Linked DNA regions of Mus musculus: all the other regions are linked to region 2. Evidence: chromatin contacts called from public HiChIP or PLAC-seq and promoter capture Hi-C data. All regions are on one chromosome and are shown on one strand. Each heading gives the region's core, a stretch centred on a gene start, on an enhancer-like site or on the middle of the called end of the contact. The rest is flanking DNA. Distances are from core to core; before and after follow the strand shown.

The links. Promoter capture Hi-C pulls out the DNA fragments that hold promoters and counts their contacts. HiChIP or PLAC-seq counts read pairs in DNA pulled down with a chosen protein or histone mark.
Region 1: a promoter capture Hi-C map of pre-B cells shows a contact between it and region 2. The contact joins the promoter of Nfkbil1 here to the promoter of Neu1 in region 2. A contact is called at or near these places in 15 of 39 promoter capture datasets (the 3T3-L1 cell line, the C10 cell line, the HPC-7 cell line and 9 more), 1 of 15 datasets of contacts at CTCF or cohesin (embryonic stem cells), 9 of 484 Hi-C or Micro-C datasets (B cells, CD8 T cells, cardiomyocytes and 2 more), 19 of 115 datasets of contacts at active chromatin or transcription factors (the SCID.adh cell line, T-cell acute lymphoblastic leukemia, bone marrow-derived dendritic cells and 9 more) and 3 of 9 other capture datasets (adipose tissue, embryonic stem cells and liver).
Region 3: a contact with region 2 is called in an HNF4G HiChIP or PLAC-seq map of pancreatic cancer cells. The contact joins the promoter of H2-Q4 here to the promoter of Neu1 in region 2. A contact is called at or near these places in 2 of 115 datasets of contacts at active chromatin or transcription factors (microglia and pancreatic cancer cells).
Region 4: a promoter capture Hi-C map of liver shows a contact between it and region 2, with 2.1 times the contacts expected there. The contact joins the promoter of Tnxb here to the promoter of Neu1 in region 2. A contact is called at or near these places in 5 of 39 promoter capture datasets (the SN4741 cell line, cranial neural crest, embryonic stem cells and 2 more), 3 of 484 Hi-C or Micro-C datasets (the G1E-ER4 cell line, cumulus cells and embryonic stem cells), 4 of 115 datasets of contacts at active chromatin or transcription factors (the HPC-7 cell line, embryonic stem cells, pancreatic cancer cells and 1 more) and 1 of 9 other capture datasets (adipose tissue).

Annotation. Positions count from the first base shown.
Region 1 is chr17:35,234,367-35,237,066 of GRCm38.p6, reverse strand. Nfkbil1 (nuclear factor of kappa light polypeptide gene enhancer in B cells inhibitor like 1) reads left to right here and starts at 1,281. Exons shown (of 4, transcript NM_010909.5): 1 at 1,281-1,417; 2 at 1,836-2,115. The coding sequence starts at 1,361. It overlaps Atp6v1g2 (ATPase, H+ transporting, lysosomal V1 subunit G2), which reads right to left and starts at 471. Exons shown (of 3, transcript NM_023179.3): 1 at 222-471. The coding sequence starts at 303.
Region 2 is chr17:34,929,985-34,932,684 of GRCm38.p6, reverse strand. It overlaps Neu1 (neuraminidase 1), which reads right to left and starts at 1,432. Exons shown (of 6, transcript NM_010893.3): 1 at 1,138-1,432; 2 at 577-769; 3 at 1-119. The coding sequence starts at 1,278. Slc44a4 (solute carrier family 44, member 4) reads right to left here. Exons shown (of 21, transcript NM_023557.3): 21 at 2,249-2,570. The coding sequence ends at 2,449.
Region 3 is chr17:35,378,250-35,380,949 of GRCm38.p6, reverse strand. H2-Q4 (histocompatibility 2, Q region locus 4) reads right to left here and starts at 1,333. Exons shown (of 6, transcript NM_001143689.1): 1 at 1,243-1,333; 2 at 777-1,130; 3 at 314-589. The coding sequence starts at 1,306.
Region 4 is chr17:34,669,279-34,672,172 of GRCm38.p6, reverse strand. Tnxb (tenascin XB) reads right to left here and starts at 1,638. Exons shown (of 33, transcript NM_031176.2): 1 at 1,269-1,638; 2 at 1-1,118. The coding sequence starts at 1,638.

The sequences.
Region 1 (2,700 bases), core at 32-2,531, 300 kb before region 2:
TGCGTTAGTGGGATCAGTGCCCTCTAGAAAGTTATCCAGTTTCCTGTCAACCAACCAAATGCTAGACTGTAAAACCCACCCGTTTCTTCTACCCTAATAGCCTCAGTCCCCCATCTGTCCTCATTGTCCTTGGGCTTTTTTTTCCTAAGGACTCAAATGCCCGCTATCCCCTATTCCTAAATTCTCCTTCCATATTCCTAAGAGAGGAAAGGGGGGCTCACTCTTCCTGGCATCGGCCACCTTCTCCGCTGCCCGCTTCTCAGCCTGGAGGAGCTGCTGGATACCCTGGGTCTGACTGGCCATTTTTATCACTAGAGAGGATGCTGTTCCGAAGGCGACCGAGGTACCAGACGGCTCCCACCCTCCAGCGCCTACTCCTCCGGGCCCTTGATGCGGTCCTCCACTCCCACTGGGTCTTAGCGCTCCCGTTTTCACTCAGTCTCCTGCACCGGGTGGGTGTCTGTCATCCTCACACTGATGACTGGTCCTCCTCTCGAACCTCACTGAGGTAGTACCCGAAACGGCCGCCCGAGGGCAGCAGAGACCAGCCCTGTGCTGACTACTGCAGCAGGTGCAGGGCCTCTCCGTGTCACCAGGGTCCACAGAGATGGGTCTGGGGGAAGCGGAGGGCAGAGTGTTTGGGTGTGAGGAGATCTTGGTTGGTGGTCTCGAAGGAGACACAAAGGCGATGAGAATGGTGTGGGAAGGTAAGGATGCGCTTGGACACAGTACGCTGGGTTTCACTTACACTCCCAACTGTGTCTCCACGCCTCCCTCCGCCCTTACCCCCTCTTTTCAGCCTCCATCTTCTCTTCAGACTTTCCCCCCAAATCTGAACGTCTGCACACATCTCCCTGCTCTGTCCTACGTTTGCCTTGTTAGTGTCTAACCATGTGTTTTTCTTTTTTGATCTACCCATATACTTGGCCTCATTGTGGTTGTGTGGTGTGTGTGTGATTATGTGTGTGTGTGTGAGATTGTGTGTGTGTGTTTCGAGACAGGGATTCTCTCTGTAGTCCTGGCTGTCGCTGCAGCTCGCCCTATAGACCAGGCCTGCCTCTGCCTCTGCCTCCCTTCGAAAGCTCGCCTCTCATCTTCCGCTTGCAGGAGGACCCTATGTCGCAAATTGTCTTATTTCCCCTCCGGAGACCTAATCACAAGTCACCCAGTCCGAGCGTTCGGTACGATTTCCGGGATGGAACACACAGTTCATTTCCGCCCGAAACTTGCGCGTGTGCTTGCGCCATTTCCTGCATCCTGGCGCGCCTCCTCCCTCCCCACCTCCCTTCTCCGAGCGTCTTAAGCCCAGGCCTCCGGCCTCCGTCTCTGAGGGTCCTTGGGGGGGCGGGGAGCAGGTCTGATGAGTAACCCCTCCCCCCAGGCCCCAGAGGAAGAAGCCTCTACGTCTGTCTGTCGGGTACATTATATTCCATTTCTAGATCGCTCTTTGAATTTGTGACTTTTCTCCAGATTTGTGGCTAATGAAAATTGCCCCCATCTGGCCTTACTTGATTTTTGTTGTTGTTGTTGTTGTTTCCCTCCAAAGTTCAGAATTAACTTTTTTCTTGGGCTCTGGAACCTTAAAACAACTATGTATCATTTTCTCAAAAATTACATCAAAAATTAACTCTGTGATTCCCCCCTCCCCACCAGCCCCCAACTCCAACCCCATCCCCACCCTCCGCCCCAAACTTGCCATCTGCTAAGGGATGAGAGTTTAGAATAGGCCTTATCTCTTGCTGGAGATGCAAGGGGGAGGAAATAGGAGGTAAAGGGAGAAACGGGGAAGAGCGGAGCTGGGACCTCACCGCTGCCATTTCCCACTTCTTCCTCAGCCCCAGAGTTGTTCCATGGCCTCCGCTTCCCGCCGGCACCGCCGAGAGCGACGCTTCCGGCGGTACTTGTCTGCAGGACGGCTGGTGCGAGCCCAGGCTCTCCTCCAGCGACATCCCGGGCTTGATGTGGACGCTGGGCAGCCCCCGCCTCTCCACAGGGCCTGCGCCCGCCACGATGCCCCTGCCCTGTGCCTGCTGCTGCGTCTCGGCGCTGACCCTGCCCACCAGGACCGCCATGGCGACACGGCGCTGCACGCTGCTGCCCGCCAGGGCCCTGATGGTGAGTGGGTCCGTGGGAACTGGTCTTGAGAAGCTGGCCAGATCTGAACTGAAAGAATGCGTGGGAAATAAAGGCCTGGTGTGGTGGCGCAGGTCTTTTGACTCTGGGCAAGCAGAGGCAGGAGAATCTCTCTAAGTATGTAGCCTACACAGTGAGCTCCAAGACTACAGAGAGACCCTGTATCATACAACAAAATAGTTGGGAAATAAGTTAGTTCTTTGGTCCTTGGGAACTGTTGAAGATCCCTGGTTGGGATGTGGCCATATCTCTCTAGTAACAGAAAAGCTTATCCTAACATCGCCCAATCAACTAAGGGGTGTGTGCTAGCATGGTGTGATTGTTTGTTTGTTTGAAGATTTATTTATTTTATGTATATGAGTACACACTGTAGCAGTACGGATAGTTGTGAGTCTTCATCTGGTTGTTCGGAATTGAATTTTAGGGCAACCGCACTCTCTCCTGCCCATATTTATTATTATAAATAAGTACACTGTAGCTGACTTCAGACGTGCCAGAAGTGGGCGTCAGATCTCACGACAGATGGTTGTGAGCCACCATGTGGTTGCTGGGATTTGAACTCAGGAC
Region 2 (2,700 bases), core at 183-2,682:
GAGGGTATAGATAAGGAACACTATCCCTGTGTCTACATCGTTCACCACAGCGCCCAGGTTCAGGCCATCGGAGGCCTCCCCATCGTCTACGATGAAGGCTGTAGAGGACCACGTGCTACCTAGAAGAAGAAGAAAAAAAAAAGAGCAGAGAGAAAATTGTACGGGTTGTTGTTTACTTCCTGCCTCTCCCCGGGGACCTCAATGTGGCACCAGAACCATGTTTCTTCTTTCTCTGACATTATTTCCTGCTAATTCCCCTGAGACATAATTCTCATTTTCAGTACCTTGGTTCTTAGTTACAGAAACTATGGACAAAATTCATCCTCTGGTTTCCCTAACTCATTAGGGACTCAAGCCCCAAAGTTCTATCTCTGGGCTGAAGTCATCCTCTGCCCTGGCCTCGGATGCCAGGAGCAGGAAGATCGCTGTGAGCCCCTGACCCCAACCAGCCCAGCAGCTCAGTGGTCCCCGGGGTCTGCTCGGCTCTGCTCCATTGATGAAGGGAACCCCCAACTCCCTACCCCGATCACCCATACAACCCAGCACCCGCTCTTTCCACCCGGGAGCCTTTGTTACCCTGGTCCGTGGACCTCCTCATGGCGATGAACTTGGCCCCCTCATCGGATGCAGATTTTTTCCTGGCCTCAGCGAAGGCCAGGAGCGTGCCCCGAGGGGTGGCTGTGATGAGCGGGATGCGGAAAGTGTCTACAGAGCCGATCTGCTTCCCGCTCACCCACAGCAGCTGCTCCATGGTCACCAGCGGCTGCACCTGCGCAGAAGGACACCTCAATGCAGACAAGCTTCACGAGGTTTAAGGTACCTAAGACCGATAGGTACTGGCTCCAGCCAGGGTTCCCATGAGAGAGGGTAATGGGGAGCCTGAGTAGGGGTGAAGGGTGTCCTAGAACAAGAGGTGGGAGCCCAGAGGATAGTATGGGCCGAACCTGGAGGCTCCTGAGCAAGGAGAGGCTGCGAGGGGAGAAGGAACCTTCAGGGATGAGGGGCAGGACCCCATAACAGTTGAGCCAGGGGCCCAAGGAAGCAAAGGTGTTGGGAGGGGATGGAGGGGCAGGAGTGTCACGCGGAGGGATGGCCGAGCTGGGCAGTGGCCACCTCTGCAGGTGCAGCAAGGCTCACCAGGCTGAAGTCATCCTCTGCCCTGGCCTCGGATTCCGCCGCGGACACCAGGAGCAGGAAGATCGCTGCGAGCCCCTGACCCCGACGGCCCGCCCAATAGCTCAGCGGTCCCCGGGGTCTGGTCGGGTCTGCCCCCACCATAGCTCCCGGCGATCCCTGTCCAGGAACTGGTCACCGGTGGCAAGCCGTCAGCTGACCTCGGCCCTTTAAAAGCGCGCACGTCACTCCGACCCCTCCCCTTGGGGGCCGCAGCCCGCGCTGCCGCGACTCCAATTAGTCCATCAGCATGTGACCCAGAGGCGGCCCCAGTCTGTGTGAGCCTTTTGACTGGCTCTAACGCCAGAACGTGACGAAAGGGGCGGGGCGTGTTTTAAAGCAACCGGCGGCTATGAAAGGCACTGACCCCTTGTGGAAGAGACAGGTTAGGGATGGCATATGACTCAGTTGGTAGAGTACCTTCCTAGTTTGTATGAGTCCCTAGGGTTGGGAAGCCCCACTCCTAGCTGAGGAGATCTTGGCAGTTGATGGCTGCTAGGGGAGAGAAAGGCACTTTTCTTTAGGAGTGTGCCCATGGTACCCCACGTCCCAGTGGATGACCCCAATGCCCTTAAGCACATGACTAACACTGATTAGAATCACTAGGTTAAAAATAATAAGCAGCTGGGCGTGGTGGCGCACGCCTTTAATCCCAGCACTTGGGAGGCAGAGGTAGAGGCAGGCAAATTTCTGAGTTCGAGGCCAGCCTGGGCTACACAGAGAAACCCTGTCTTGAAAAGCTAAAAAAAAAAAAAAAAAAAAAAAGCGACGAATGAATGAAAAAAGAGCCACCCTCCTTCCTGAGTTCTAAGCCAGCCTGGTCTACAGAGTGAGTTCTAGGATAGCCAGGGCTACACAGAAAAATTCTGTCTCTAAACAGACACAGATAACTTGGAAATTCCAGTGCTCCTGCCTGTACCTCCCAAGTACCGATTACAGGCATGTGTCCCAGCCCTGCTTATGCTATAGACAGAATCCGGGGACCCTTCCATGCTAGGCAAACTCTACCAGCTGAGTTACACCCCAGTCTCCTGGCCTCAGTCACCGAACAAGTTTTTCTTACTGGGTATTGAATCGTGTGATAGCAATTTGGATTTTAATTAAAAAAAAAAAAAAAGGAAGCAAGTTTTCACTGAAAATAAAGCCATAAACTTATCAAGAATATAAAATATTAGTCTTTAATAAAATCTGTTTTCTACAAAATCGTGATTCTCAAGGCATTGACGGCAGGGCTTCTGTACAGGAGGGCTGCATTTCCAGGTCACGATGAGTCTCTCACTTCTTCCTGGTCTTTCCCCCTGTAGGTGCCTCATTCTTCTTGCCCAGAATCTTCAGGAGTGCCTTGGGCATGTAGTAAGGCCGCTCCTGGGAACCATCATTTCTCTCCAGGTCCTCGACTGAGAGGCAAAGTAGATCCGTCAGGGTGGATCCTGATAATGGCACCCCACTGTACCCCAAAATAATCTGGGGTGTATAAACCAAACATCCTGGTTTCCTGTCCGGGCCACTTCAGGCAGTTTGATACAA
Region 3 (2,700 bases), core at 84-2,583, 450 kb before region 2:
TCTACAGACAGTGGGCTGAGAACCCGGCCTGGGAGAGGCCATGGCTGACAGAGGCTACAGGGGAACTGAAGGGAGCAGCTGTTGTTACCTCAGGGAAATTCTCTCCTTCCCTCCTGAGACAGCCTGGGCACTGTCCAGGGAGAAGGCTGAGCCCTGGGAGAGTCAGTGCAGTCACTGTGATGAGGGATCAGGAGACCCAGGGTCACTCTCTCCCCTCTGAGACAGGGGCATCACCCCAGCTGAGGGTTTCTTCTTCCCCAGGACTGAGCCCCAGCCCGAGGGCAGAGGGAGGAGCTGCCCGCGGCCCCTGCACCTGTGCGCAGCAGCGTCTCCTTCCCGAGCTCCAGGTATCTGCGGAGGGACTGCACGCACGCGCCCTCCAGGTAGGCCTTGCTTTTCTCTGTAGCACCAGCCTGCTCCCACTTGCGTCGGGTGATCTGTGCCGCCATGTCCGCCGCCGTCCACGTTTTCAGGTCTTCGTTCAGGGCGATGTAATCGCGGCCGTCGTAGGCGAACTGCTGGTACCCGCGGAGGAGGCGCCCGTCGGACCCCACTTCACAGCCAGAGATCACCTGAATAGTGTGAGAGCCTGCGGGACCCCGCGGTCAGCCCCGCCCACACGCCCCGGCCCCGCCCACCCGCGGACTCCTCCAAACTGAAAGGGAAACCAGTCCCGCGTCCGTTCTGCTCAGAACCTCGAACTTGGGGCCCGGGACGTCTCGGGCCCCTGTTTTGGGACGTGGAGGGGTCGTGACCTCCGATCCGGGGTCACTCACCGCCCGCGCTCTGGTTGTAGTAGCTGAGCAGGGTCCTCAGGTTCACTCGGAAAATCTGCTCATTGCCCTTGGCTTTCTGTGTTTCCCGCTCCCAATACTCCGGCCCCTCCTGCTCCATCCACGGTGCCCGCGGCTCATATCTCGGATTCTCCGCGTCGCTGTCGAAGCGCACGAACTCCGTGTTGTCCACGTAACCGACAGAGATGAACCGGGGCTCCCCAAGGCCCGGCCGGGACACGGAGGTGTAGAAATAACTCAGCAAGTGTGGGCCTGGAGGCAGGGCGCGGTGAGACCCCGAACTCCTTCCGGGACCCCCGGCGGGTGAGCGGGCCGGGAGGGGAGCAGGGCGCGGGGCTAGGGTGGAGAAGGGGCGGAGGGTCAGGTGGGCGACGCCGGGACGCGGCTTCCCCCGTGCCGCCCCCTCCCCTTTCCTCAGAGGCCATTTCCCTCCGGACCCGGTACTCACCCGCGCGGATCTCGATCAGGGTCTGGGCGACTGCCACCAGCAGAAGCAGCATTGTTGACGCCATTGCTCCCCTCTGGGATTCTGGGCATCTGACTCTGGCGGGCTGTGTGGACTTTATAACCTGCTCCCGCGGCGACGATGATTGGTTCCCGGTGATCACGTCACCCAATGGGGGTGAGAACTGCCAGTAAGTCATCAGTGTCCGGGCAGAAGGACCTGACCCAAGTTAGGAGCAGAAGTGAAACTGGGGAGATGGGAAATCCCCACCCCTGATCTCACTGCCTGGAGACTAAGACTTTGCCTGAACCCTGTGCTGTGGACAGAGAGCTGTTTGTCTTGGTGTCTCCGAGTTCTGACCCAGAAGCTGTCAGGACACCAGGAGAGAAGAGACCTGCAGGCCAGACTCTCTGTATCTTCCCTCCACCCTTCCTCTTCCTTCTTCTCTTCAGAAGTCAGACCCTGGAGCCTTCCAGAAGAAAAGCCACTTCCAGGAATACAATGGCAACACAAGCGCTTGGGGATGCAGTGGAGAGAGGCTTCTCCTTAAAGCAGAGGCGCTGGCCTGCAAGCCCCATTAGAACACCACAGAGACCAGGCTCTGTTCACCTGCAGTGGGCGGCTCACACTGCCAAGCCTGAGTGCAGGACTCTCTTCTATAAAGAGGATACTTCGTCTTTTCCCTCAGGATCTGTCTTCTCAGCCCTGTGCTGGGACACAGATTCCTTGTGTCACTTCCTAGATGAAGTCTGTGGCTGCAGGTTTTTTGTTTGTTTCTTTTTTGTTTTTTTAAAAACAAAGATCTTCCTTCTGAGTTTGTCTCTGTGGACCTGGGACATTGTCTCAGCACAGGAGACCCCCTTGTCCACTGAAGAGAGACCCCTGTGCAGACCACAGACAGCAGGGCACTGATCCCTGTCTCCACTTCACTTCTCTGTGACTGTACTTCCATGGTGCAGTTGCTTTAGTGACTCAATAACAGTAGGAGAGGAACTGTCACCAACTATAACACAGAATAATGATGATAGTACGGTAGAAGCTATGTAATTTCTGACCCTCTCCCTCCCTCCCTGACCTTCACTCACACTTTTGAACTGATGAGGTGAGGGACATGAATGTCACAGCTGTGTGGGACACTGGTTCTGATAACCGAGTTGGCCCCAGAGTTTCTCAGGCCTGTGCAGTGTGGACACTGGAAGAAAGATGATTCTCATGCCAGAGAGCACACACTGGTGATGTGAGGTTTCATCCCTGATCAGTAGTGTGGGGGAAGATTAATTTTACCCATTTCATGATTCTGTGGATCTTTTCAAACCATAGCCACAGAAGTGAAGTGGAAAGAAGAGCAGAGTTGGGTGGGGACTCCTGAAGAGAGTCACTCATCACACAGAGCAACAAATGTGTGTGACCACCGGTGTGAACTCCAGTCACCTCCCCATGCAGATCTCCACAGCAGCCCCC
Region 4 (2,894 bases), core at 389-2,888, 260 kb after region 2:
GTCCACGCAGCGCCCGCGTCCACGACAGTCACCGGGGCAGGCACGCGTGCCACAGTCTCGGCCTGTGTACCCAGGCCAGCACACGCAGCGGCCGCTCTCGCAGTTCCCACGGCCGCGACAGTCCCCGGGGCAGCTGCGCACCCCGCAGTCCTCGCCGCTGTAGCCCGCATGGCACACGCACACGCCATCCTCGCAGCGCCCGCGGCCCCTGCAGTCCCGTGGGCAGGCGCGCGTGCTACAGTCCGCTCCAGTATACCCGGGCCAGCACACGCAGCGGCCATCCTCACAGTGGCCCCTTTGGTTACAGTCCCCGGGGCAGCTCCGCACACCGCAGTCGTCGCCACTGTAGCCTGCGTCACAGATACATTCCCCGTCCTCGCAGCGGCCCCGGCCACGGCAGTCACGCGGGCACGTCCGCGTGCTACAGTCTTCGCCCGAGTACCCGGGCCAGCACACGCAGCGACCGTCCACGCAGCGCCCTCCGTCGCCACAGTCCCATGGGCAGGTCCTCATGCTGCAATCTTCGCCACTATAGCCGGGATCGCACACACAGCGGCCGTCCTCGCAGCGACCCCTCTGGCTGCAGCCCCTGGGACAGTTCCGCACCCCACAGTCCTCGCCAGAGTAGCCGGGGTTGCACACGCAGAGGCCGTTCTCGCAGCGGCCTCTTTGGCTGCATCCCCTGGGACAGCTCCGCACCCCACAGTCCTCACCGGAGTAGCCGGGGTCACACACGCAGCGTCCTTCCTCGCAGCGTCCTCTCTGGTTGCAGTTGCGAGGGCAAGAGCGCTGGCTGCAGTCAGGGCCTGAGAAGCCCGCGCGACACACGCACACGCCCTTCACGCAGCGCCCGCGCCCCTGACAATCTCCAGGGCAAGAGGGCCAGCTACAGCTGGGGCCACTGTAGCCGGGGAAGCACACGCAGCGTCCTCGGACGCAGCGTCCCTGGTCGTTGCAGTCTTCGGGACAGGACTTGGAGGGCGGCGATGAGGTGGGCGTCTTTGTGTCCGTAGGGTCTGAGCAGGTGGGTCCACCCCAGCCAGGCTCACAGGAACAGGCGCAGCGGCTCAGGTCAAAGACACCGTGGAGGCTGCAGAGGCTGCGCACGTCAGTCTGGCCTGGAGCAATAAGAAGTGAGACCCAGCCCGTGTAAGTGTCCTATGGACATCTTATTTTCAAAAGGTCATTTTAGCTCCTAGTTGCTTGGCGATTCTCCCATCCCCACCCTCTTTCCCCCCCCCTCCTCCCCCACCCCACCAGCGGCTCACCTGTGCCAGCTTGGGCCGCAGTGGGACAGCATCCTCCTGTGCAGTGCTCCTTAAGCCCTTTTACCAGCTCCTCCAGGATCTCCAGGCGGACCCTCAGGGCCTGCACCTCTGAAGCAGGCACCGGGGGCTCAGAGCCCGGGGGACAGCCGCAGCCGGCTGACGGGGGCAGGTTAATGCGATGGGTGAACACCACCTGCTTCTCTCCTCCTTCCACAGTATGCTCGTACAGCTGAGAAGAAGGACCACCGGGCTTGGGAGGGGGCCGTGGGGCCGGAAGTGTCACATTAGACCGAGGAGAGAATGGGCCTGCTCTGGCTAAGCCAAGCAACACCAGGATGGTCAGAATAGACGGGGTGCACTGAGCTGCCATGGTTCAGAAGGCTGGGGGGAGGGGGGGGAAAAACACCCGTGTGAGAACTGACTCAGTAAAGGTCAGTTCCCCTCATCTCCAGCACACATCAGCAGAACACCTACTGGCAACAAACTCAGCTCACACATGGATGAAAATCCAAAGCTGAAGAAGGGCCTCTCTGGGCAGATCTGGTCTGTCTCTTTCTGATGTCGTCTGCTCACTGTCTTCCCTCCTTCACCGTGTTCCTCTCACCGATACTATGCTCCAAACCCATCTTCTGTTTGCTCTGCAAAGACTACCCTAAGGCCTCTGTGCTTTGCCCCCTCTGTCTAGAATGCTCTTTTTGACGCCTACAAGCTGACATCTTAACAGTTCTGCCCTTACTCAGGCCATCCTCATGTCGGGCAGAGCCGCTTGTCCCCACCCTCCCAATCACAGAGGCCCGCCCACGCTCCACATAGCACTCAGCATCCCATGAGAACAGGTACCTCGCCTGACCCCACTCTGCTGCATGTGCTTAGCATGAAAAGTTGCTGGATAAGGTTGGTGCCAACACGTCTGTGCCAAGGGAGTCTGGCCGATGAGTACAGAGGCCATGGCCTTCCCCAAACACCTGGACCAGCTCCCCAGTGCCCAGTGCACAGCCTGACAGACTCCTGTAGGGGTGAGAGTGAGTCCATCCCACTCCTTTCTCTACCCTTCCCCCTCCCCCCTCCTCTTCCTCTTCTCCTCTTCCTCTTCCTCCCCTCCTCCTCATTCTCTTCCTCTTCTTCTCCTCCTTCTCTTCCTCTTCCTCCTCCTCCCCTCCACCTTCTTTTCACCTCCTTCCTCCTCTTCCTCCTCCTCTTCTTCCTCCTCCTCTTCTTCCTCCTCTTCTCCCTTCTCCTCTTCTTCCTCTTCTCCCTCCTCCTCTTCTTCCTTCTCCTCTTCTTCCTCTCTCTCTTCCTCCTTCTCCTTCTCTTTCTTTAATGCAGGTCTCCTGTAGCTCAGGCTAGCTTCACATCCACTATGCAGCCCAGGATGGCCTTGAACTTTTGATCATCCTGTCTCTACCTCCGCAAAGCCAAGATGACCAGCAGACACCACTATGCTCAGCCAACAATCACTTTTTTGTTTGTTTGGTTGGTTGGTTAGTTGGTTGGTTAGTTTTTTGTTTCTCTGTGTAGTGCTGACTGTCCTGGAACTTTCTTTGTAGACCCGGCCTGCCTCAAACTCAAAGATCTACCTGCCTCTGCCTCCTGAGTGCTGGGGTCAAAGGTATGCACCACCACACC